Linked DNA regions of Sus scrofa: all the other regions are linked to region 1. Evidence: chromatin contacts called from public HiChIP or PLAC-seq data. All regions are on one chromosome and are shown on one strand. The core of a region is the stretch at or near the end of the contact, and the rest is flanking DNA. Distances in the headings are between cores, read along the strand shown.

What was found. HiChIP or PLAC-seq counts read pairs in DNA pulled down with a chosen protein or histone mark.
Region 2: an H3K27ac HiChIP or PLAC-seq map of alveolar macrophages shows a contact between it and region 1. The contact joins the promoter of ISYNA1 here to the enhancer-like site in region 1. A contact is called at or near these places in 8 of 47 Hi-C or Micro-C datasets (alveolar macrophages, embryonic fibroblasts, fetal heart ventricle and 5 more) and 2 of 2 datasets of contacts at active chromatin or transcription factors (alveolar macrophages and skeletal muscle).
Region 3: an H3K27ac HiChIP or PLAC-seq map of alveolar macrophages shows a contact between it and region 1. The contact joins two enhancer-like sites. A contact is called at or near these places in 1 of 47 Hi-C or Micro-C datasets (embryonic fibroblasts) and 1 of 2 datasets of contacts at active chromatin or transcription factors (alveolar macrophages).

Annotation. Positions count from the first base shown.
Region 1 is chr2:58,993,384-58,996,371 of Sscrofa11.1, reverse strand. UPF1 (regulator of nonsense transcripts 1) reads left to right here. Exons shown (of 24, transcript XM_021083471.1): 3 at 1-18; 4 at 2,571-2,738. Among named protein-coding and RNA genes, the nearest start is that of UPF1, 19 kb to the left of the region's middle. Within about 2 kb of position 1,416, at least 6 of the 83 cell types and tissues checked have an H3K27ac peak or open chromatin away from gene starts, as enhancers often do. A contact at or near this core is called in alveolar macrophages and retroperitoneal adipose tissue, where this site is marked.
Region 2 is chr2:59,362,124-59,365,111 of Sscrofa11.1, reverse strand. It overlaps ISYNA1 (a long non-coding RNA gene), which reads right to left and starts at 1,440. Exons shown (of 11, transcript XR_002341592.1): 1 at 1,293-1,440; 2 at 1,058-1,186; 3 at 750-911; 4 at 266-398; 5 at 1-173.
Region 3 is chr2:59,301,012-59,303,999 of Sscrofa11.1, reverse strand. The region is part of intron 2 of ELL (RNA polymerase II elongation factor ELL); the gene reads right to left. Among named protein-coding and RNA genes, the nearest start is that of ELL, 25 kb to the right of the region's middle. Within about 2 kb of position 1,534, at least 24 of the 83 cell types and tissues checked have an H3K27ac peak or open chromatin away from gene starts, as enhancers often do. A contact at or near this core is called in alveolar macrophages, where this site is marked.

The sequences.
Region 1 (2,988 bases), core at 167-2,666:
TGGAAATACTTCTGGCAGGTAGATAATCAAACCGAGCATGTGTCTTTAATCAGTGCTGTGCTCAGATTTGTGTGTAAATTATGGAAATGTTGAAGCAAAGCACAATATAAAATCACGCTAACAAACCTGGTTTTTTCCCCTCCTCTGTGACCGGTTTAACTTGAAACAGATGGTGGTGTGTGAATGCTTTAATGTATTTACCCTTGATTTATTCTCTGCGGTTCTTTTTATTATGCAAGTAGGGTTGGCTTAATTCTCGTTCCCAGTTTTTATTTATATTTTTCTGCAAGATGAGCTCCTGGCATGCCTATTCATCTTCATTACTGGGTGCCTGGGGAGGATGTTCCCAAGACACTAATGGGCATCCATGGGAGCCGCTTCCTGAGGAGGCTCCCTCTGGCCTTAGCTCATCGGAGCAGTCCTGAGGCTAATATGGGCCAGATCCTGAATCATCAGATTAAATTAAGTTCACTTGACCGTTGACTCTGGGCTTCCCTTCCTGCTGTTGATCAGCAGCAGCTGTGACTGGGTCCCTTGTTTTGTGTTTGGGGTGAGACCAGCATTGTGCGGGTACTCGGACTCCAGGGGAGAGTCCGTTTGTCTAAGCTCAAGTGGGACTCCTCAGCCCCCACTGCTGACATGGGTCTGGCCCTAGTGGCTCCTTCAGGGTTGCCATGATATGCAGCGACTCATTCCATTGCCGTAGAGAAGCAAAGCAGAATATCTTTGGGACAAGGCTCCAAATTGCCAGCAAGAGTCATCTTTGGAGTTCCCGTCGTGTCTCAGCAGTAATGAACCTGACTAGTATCCATGAGGATGAGGGTTTGATTCCTGGACTCAGTCAGTCAGTTAAGGATCTGGCATTGTCATGAGCTGTGCTTTATGTCACAGACACAGTTTGGATCCCGAGTTGCTGTGGCATAGGCTGGTAGCTGCAGCTTCAATTCAACCCCTAGCTTGGGAACCTCCATATGCCTCGGGGAAAGGGAAGGTGTCACCTTCCTCTGAGGTTCGTGTTTTAGAGAAATAAAGTGACCGAATTCATAGGCAGGTTTATTTGTACAGAGCCCCTACTCTTCCTGTGCTTTGGCAGCTGTGGACCAGGGTTCACCATCATGTGGCCTGAGGACACAGGATAGTCAGATCTTGTGCCACCTTGGAGTTAGTGGTGGGGTTCTGAGTGAAGCAAGAAAGGGGGCTGGTTTTCTTTAGAGATTGGAAAGGAAGAGCATCTTCACAGTAATCAGAAGAGACTGGCATCCTGTCTTCTGAATGTTCTGGGTAATGTAAGTGTGACTCTGTTTGCGTTAGTTCCTCTTCTGCAGGAAAAGCAATTAAATAAAACTTGTCTTAGCTGGCAACCCCAGCTTCCGGTCAGCAGAGCCAAAATCAAGGAAGTGAGCAAGGGGCCTCTAAGGGAAAACCCTCAGTCAACCAGTATTGTGTATTCTGTGCAAGGTCAGATTGTGAGGGTGAAGGGGTAGCCACTCGTCCTCAGGAAGCTTCCAGTGTAATGGGGTGAGGTGAGCATAGAAAAACAGGAGAAAATCACTGATTCTGGTAGAATGCCAGTGGTGGTGGCTCCAGAGGGAATTGGGGGGCTTTGGAGGTACTGAGAGCAGTGATGATTAGTTAGATAATCTGACAGTCTTCCTGGGGCCAAAGAGGGTTAGGATGTTGGCATCTGAGCCGTAGCTTGGAGGAGGGTTTCCCAAGGTGATGCAAAGGGAAGGCTGGAGGCCCCATAGGCATGCTTAGCATCTGACAAACCTGCAGCAAGGCCGCAGATGGCAGGGGTGGCTGGGAGAGCCTGAGGTGCCCCAGAGTGTGGCTGGCATGACGGCGGGTGGAATTCAGTGACTGGAGAACTCAGTAAGGCCCTGGCTTAGGTGAGCCATGAGCTGGAAATGAGAAGGATGGCAGAGCCCTGGCCACACGCAGCAAGGAAAGAGCCAAGGTGGCAGGGCTTTCAGACAGTTCAGAGCTGGCCCTGTGCTTCCGGAAAATAGTCCTGACCACCCCACATCCCCTGCCCCCACTCCATATTTTTTACTGTCCTCAGGTTTCTAATACATTTGGTTATCAGGTTTCCTGGCCTGCAGCAATGAGAAGGGATTTTGCTCCTGGAAGCAGGCACAGGGGCCATGAGAAGTGATTTTGAAAGGAGCAGCAGAGAAACTACAGGGAGCAAAGAGGAGCAGTGGGAGGGGCAAGCCTCCTGCCTCTCCAGGACAGCAGCCTTGGCCCCAGAGATAGATTCAGTCAGGCCTGATAAGTTGGATTTAAGAAAGCAGGAACTGGGGAGGGGTGAGAGCAGGGGAGAAGCAGGAACTATGTGAAACGTGTTAGGGAAGTTTTCCTTAAAAATGGTTTGAGTCGGATTGATTTTTATGCTCAGTGGGGAGCCAGTTCAGGGGCGGGCTGGTCCCCTGGGATGCCAGATGGATGAGGTGTGACCGTTCCTGTTAATGGACCGTGAACGGTACCGGAACTTTTAACGGGGCTCAAAAATTGGAAGTGGTGAAAAGCCAAACTTTGGGTGTTAACTATTTATCATTTCCTGGTTTCAGCCACATCGTAAATCACCTCGTGAGGGCAAAATGCAAAGAGGTGACTCTGCACAAGGATGGGCCCCTGGGGGAGACGGTTTTGGAGTGTTATAACTGTGGCTGCCGCAATGTCTTCCTCCTCGGCTTCATCCCTGCCAAGGCTGACTCAGTTGTGGTGCTGCTGTGCAGGTGAGGGTGGGGTCCCTTTTCAGCCCCAGTCGCCTTCCCAGAAGACTCGGCTACTCCATGGAGCTTTAAGATACTTTGAAATGGTTTCTGCTGACCGGCAAGGTGTAAGGAGATTCGAGAGATTGGGGCCTGTTAGAGAGTTGGGAATGTTGAGTAACTCTTGTGGGGTGTGTTCTGGTTAAATCATAAAAGCAATTCTATAAAAGCAAAGTCTGTTCTGAGTTTTAAGAGTTCAGAACTCAAGTGCATG
Region 2 (2,988 bases), core at 191-2,690, 370 kb before region 1:
GATGAGGTTGTCAGCGCGCGCACTCTGGTTAGCTGCGATGAACTCCGGGATGTAGACCGACGGCCGCGGGCGCAAGGCCTCCATGTGCGGCCACAGTTGCTCCTGCAGCTCCCAATCTAGTACCTGCGCGCGCCTCATCGCCTCCGCCAGGTTCAGCGACGATATGTCCCAGCCTGGGGGGGCGGGGACCCTCAAGCTCGGCGGGGATCCTGGACCCCCACAGGCCCGGCCTCCCACCCCACCCCTGGCCCAGGGCCCCGCCCACCGTCGAAAACGAGATCGTCGGGTGCCACCATGGGCAGCAGCGCGCTGAAGGGCACGAACACCTCCTGGCCCTCGGCGTCCAGGCCTAGGCTAACGGTGCCAGCCTGTGTCAGCGAGCCGTAGTAGTTGGCCTCCTGGGGAGCGGCAGACAGGGCAGAGAGATGGGTGGGCGTGGCGTGGGGAGGCCCAAGAGTCGGCACACTCAAGCTCCGCCCTACTTTCGGGCGCCTCAGCTCTGCTCCAAGTCAAGGCAAGAGCTGCTTCCCCTCCGGAGGTCCCAACCCGAAGTCCTCCCTACCTTGGGCTCCGCCCCCACAAGACCCCCTGAGGAGTGCCCGCCCCGCCCCGTGGAAGCCCCGCCCCGGGGTCCGCCCGCAGCGAGGAACCCCGCCCCCTTAAGACCCACTCCTCCGTAGAGCCCCTCCCCCTCTGCGTGGATTCCAGCGGAGCCCTGGGTTCTACCAGGCGCCGCCCGACTCCCCCACCTTGCGGCCGGTGCGCGTAGGCCAGGACAGGCGCAGTCGGTTGGCCAGCACGGCAGCGGTCAGCGTGGAGCCGTTGTTCCCGCCCCAGCCGACGAGCATGACCCCCAGCCGGGGCACCTGCCGGGCGGTCCGGAAAGTGAAGCGCGTGGACGTGGGATGCACCTGGGGACAGGCGGTGCGGTGAGTCGGGGACCACAGGCCCCTCCCCCCTCATCGCAGGGCGGAGATCGCAGACGTTGGGCAATTCCCGCTTGGTCTCGGCTCCCTGGTTCCCCCTAGCCTCACGGCCAGCCCGGTCCCTCGCCTACTTTGAGGACGCCAGCCTCGCGGCTGACGCACGTCGTCCTGTACTCGTACTTCGCCTCGATAGCCTCGGGGCTGTAGACCACGTCGGGGCTCTCCACCACGAACTCGGTTGCGGCCTCCATCGTGGTGAGCTGGGGGCGCGGGGTGGGCAGGAAGTCAGCGGGGACCCGAGAGTTGGCTGGGCCAAGCCGACTTCGGTCCCTGGGGAGTCTGCACCCCTCCCGGGGCCGCACTTACCGGCGCAGAGTCGGCTGGAACTGCAGCGGACGGCTAGGGCTCGGGGCGCGCGAACTCGAGAGAAAAGAGCGGTGGCTCCACCCCGCTCCGCCCCCTCGCTCCGCCCACGCCGCGGAGGAGGGGCGCTCGCGGCCTGGACGGTGCACACAGGCCTTGGATTCGGGTTCGAGGCCCTTCTGCCCCGAGCCCCCGTGTTAATCTGGTCCCCTAAACTGTCCTGCGCGGCCGGACAATCATATGGGCCGCAGACCCCCGGCCCGAGCTCGGCGCGCGTGATTCACTTCGCATCGCGGGTTGAGCCGGCGGCAGCTTCCCCTCATATTACAAAAGAGAATCATATGGATGTAAGTGAGCGCAGGCCCCAGCCACAAGGCAGGAGGTGGAGCCAGGCAAGGAGGCTGGGCCTCTGCGGGGTTATCTGGAGAAACCGAGGCACGAGACACTAAACCGGGATTAAGACTTCGAAGCCAGACGCTCCTCCAGCCCAGGCTGCCTCCTCCCCCTACCCCTTCCAGAACAGCAGCACCCTCCAGATATCAACCCCCCACCCCCACCCCCGCCACAGGGTTCACGTGGATGGGGTGGTGGCTGCGAGTCCTCAGTTTCCCCACCTGTAGCAGGAGGGCTTGATTGGGCCAGGCTGGAGTGGGGGCGGGGGAGAGACTGTTGGCGAGAGGAGGGGAGGGGAGAGGAGGGGAGGGGATGGGATGGGCAGAGCAGAGGCGGCCCGCTGGGGAGGAGCTAGGCCAGCACAGCACTAAGCCCCCCTAAGAGCACAGCGATAAAGGAGCGTGGGAACCCGGCAGGCGGGCGGGGGCGGCTCCCCCAGGAACTTTCCAAAACAAGCGGCCTCCTCCGGCTGGAAAGTTTCCACCACTGGAGCTGACCCAAAAGGTGGATAGTTGGGAACATTTGCAGGAAACTTGGTCAGGGCCTGGCCTTGGAAGGTGGGGGTTCTAAAACCGGTCCAGGTTTTGCCCTCCAGGGGCTCCAGTGAGGGGGAGTCAGAAGTGGACTGGGTCACTCCCAGCCAGAGGGACCTAACAGGCAGCGCTGGGCAGGGCAGACTGCCTGGAGGATGTGGCGCGGTGAGGGATCTTGAGATCTGAAGACATCAAAAATGTGAAGGACTGCCCAGGCAAAAACCTGGGGGCGTGGTTTCAGGGGCAGATGAAAAGGGACTGAGCGCAAGGGGGAAGGAGGCAGTCTGGGGACCAGGGTAGACCTTCAGGGCTGGGGACAGGAAAGACAGTATAATAAATATTTGGGTTTTGTCCCCCTGTTCCTGGCTGGAGATTGAGTTCAGTTGCCAATGGCCGGTGATTTATTCAATCATACCTACAATCCATTAGGTTCCATTACCTCTGTAACAACCCTTAACAGTGAGGTTCTGGTGAACCCATGGAGGTTCTGGGAGAAGTTGTGGCAGCCCCGCGCCATTCCCCACACCCTGCCCTCTGCATTTACTTCAAGTGCTTCCCTGAGCACCTCGGGCCATTCTAGCAAATCACTAAACCTCTGAGGGGGCTGAAAGGGATGGATTTACAGAGGGTTGTTTGGTCAGACATATGAGTGGCCAGGGACTTGAGGCTGGCATCTGAAGTGAGGGCTGAGTCCCTCAACCTGTGGGGCCAGATGCCTGACATGGGAATGGAACTGTTGGATGTCCAGTTGGTGCTGGAGAATTGGAGGGAGC
Region 3 (2,988 bases), core at 285-2,784, 310 kb before region 1:
CGGAGGGCTGACTCAGGAAAGTGTTGCCTCAACCACTCAGCTGCTACCGGGCCAGACCCTAGGAGACCTAGCCACACACCGCACCTATGGGTGGGCATGTCTTCCTGAGCTTGAAAATAAATAAAACCAGGGAAGGTGCAAGAAAGAACTTTTCAGGAGTTCCTGTCATGGCGCAGTGGTTAATGAATCAAACTAGGAACCATGAGGTTGTGGGTTCGATCCCTGGCCTTGCTCAGTGGGTTAAGGATCCGGAGTTGCCATGAGCTGTGGTGTGGGTCGCAGATGCAGTTTGGATCTGGCATTGCTGTGGCTCTGGTGTAGGCCAGCAGCTGCAGCTCCGATTAGACCCCTAGCCAGGGAATCTCTATATGCTGTGGGTGTGGCCCTTAAAAAAAAAAAAAAGTTATTACAAGGGTAATCTCTGTAGAAGAGAAAGTGAGGCTTCCCTCAGCGACAGGAGAAGCACACTGACCTCTCTCATTGTGACCATAATAACAAGTCTTCTAAGCGAGCAAACATCACCCTAACATGAAACACCTAGAAGGAAAGCTCAAGTCTCCCGCCTTCCTAATCATCAACAGAATCATTTTATCTCTGGCCCAAAATCTGACTTAGGGAACAGCTTATGAACTGCGCCATCACAGCAGTAGAAACTGGCGGGACTCCAGGTCAGCCGCCTAAGTGGAAGGAGGACCAGAAGGTCTATTTAGGAAAGGCAAACGGAGTGGACACTGACAGGCGCGTGTATCGACAGTGAGAGCCACAGTCCAATCCAAACTCTTTCTGGCCTTCTGGCTAGGACCCTAGAATCAACCAGGGTAAGAGATCAGGTTAACTTTGGAAGCCCTTGGCTGGTCCAGCCTCTCATCACTACTACGCTGTGCTGCCCCAGGGCCTGGGTTAAGGAGAACAAGAGAAAAGCAACATGAAACTCACAGACATACACAGGAATGACAAGGCAAAACTCCCCAGGTCCAAGTCCCCTCCTCCATACTACGTCAAGCCATTCGAACCCAACCCAGAGCTGGGGGGAACGGCTGGGCCTTGCTTGAAAGCCAAGGCAGCACCTGACAGTGTCCCATCCATCCTTTCCTCACAGAAGCTGAAGCAGTGCACTTGCCCGGCTTCCACATCAATCAGCCACTCTCGGCAGAGACAGAGAACCAAGGGCTTAACAACAGGAATGACACACTGGGGCCATCAGCAGCTGCTGGGAATTGAAAGTAAAACCTCTGTCTCAGGGGCCAGAACTGAGCTCAGAAGATTCACTTCCACTTCAGGATCTGCCATTTAAAAGCTGTGTGACTGGAGTTCTCTTGCGGTGCAGCAGGTTAAGAATACAATATTGTCACTGCAGCAGCCCAGATTGCTCAGATGGTGTGGGTTCAATCCCTGGCCCAGGAACTTCCACATGCTATGGGTGCAGCCAAAAAAAAAAAAAAAAAAAAAAATTAAGAGCTGTGTGACCTAAGTAAGACACTTAAACTCTCTGGCTTGGTCACACAGGGCTGGCAAAAACTCACTAGGTTGCTAAAACAATGAACAGAACAGCACAAACCGGCTCTGCCACACACATGACCTCCAGCTCCTACCTCTAAGTTACCAAACGCTGGAAAATAAAGCATTGCAACACCCTTTTAAAAATGAAACAAAACAAAACAAAAAAACCCTGACACAGGAGGAATCAAGGCCAAGAGGCCTCCAAGCACTTTCAGGGTGAGGGAGACCACTCTCTAACTAGCTATGTAGCCTTGGGTTGCATATTTTATGCCTGAGCTGCTCAGTTTTCTTATCTGTGAAATGGGAATGCCTTTGTTCCTGCCTTTTAAGGCAGTGAGGTTATACCCTCAACCCCATCAGCACTGCTGGGGTAGCCAGGGCCATATGATCTCACTGAACCTGCTTTCCCACCAGGGTAACAACTGGCCTTAGGGAAATGGGGCTGGGGGTAAAGGATGCCTGGGGACTCTGGGCACACCGGGAGGCCCCATCAAGGACTACTGACAGAAAAGACCTAGACAAAGGGAGGACCCATGCCCCCTCAAATCAAGGGAAACATCAAAGCCACAGAACCTTTCCCTAAACTGTATCAATGACCTCAAATAATATTCAGCCAAGTGATAACAAGTCAATAATAACAGTAAGTGCTCATCTAAGTAAAACATAGCTACTGGCCATGCTCATTTTGCCACACGTGTCACGTATGTAGAGGGTATTGCTATAAACACCCTGGTGCACATTTGGCATCTGACTAAAACCCTTTAGACGATGTTCGCCAAGCACTCATCACAGACGTCTGTCGAGGATTCCTTTAACAGCTGCCCCATCAACCCTCTGGTCATGACATTTGAAATCTTGTATGCCAAAGCTAATCTTCCCCAAGTAGGACCTGTCAGCAGATTCCACTTCGAGGAATTGACTCTGACAAAGGTGGAAACAGGAACTCTCTTTGCAGGCTGGAGGGATGATGGAGGAACTGTGGCTTCCTTCAAGGAAGCAGCTGTGTGTTGGGGCTGATGGACAGCGCATCCTCGTCCCAGCAAAAGCCAGCATGGCGCAGGGGCCCAGATCTCTCAGTGAGCCCTCACTCTGCCCCAGAAACAGGCAGCACCCTGAGTGACCACACTGCTTCCTGAAGTCACCGTGAGCTCAAACGCTATATGTATATGGAATAACTCTGGGAACCAACAGGCCCCATACAGAATGTAGTATTTTCCAATCCACAAGCATGGTTTTTCCACTACTATGTCACTGAGGTAAAGGGAAGCAAACCCGAGACCCTGGAAAATAGCCTAACAACACAGTCTAAGTGCTTCAAAGTCATTGGTCAGCTGGGTCCATGGTCACACTCAAAAGAAAGTGACAAATGGCCAGCTGGTTGCCAACTTCACACGTTTAACTCCCCAGAGCAGGGCTTATGAGTAAGCATCACTCAAGAGACAGCCAGAACAACTTTGAGCTGCCAACTCAGGCCAACACTCATAGCAG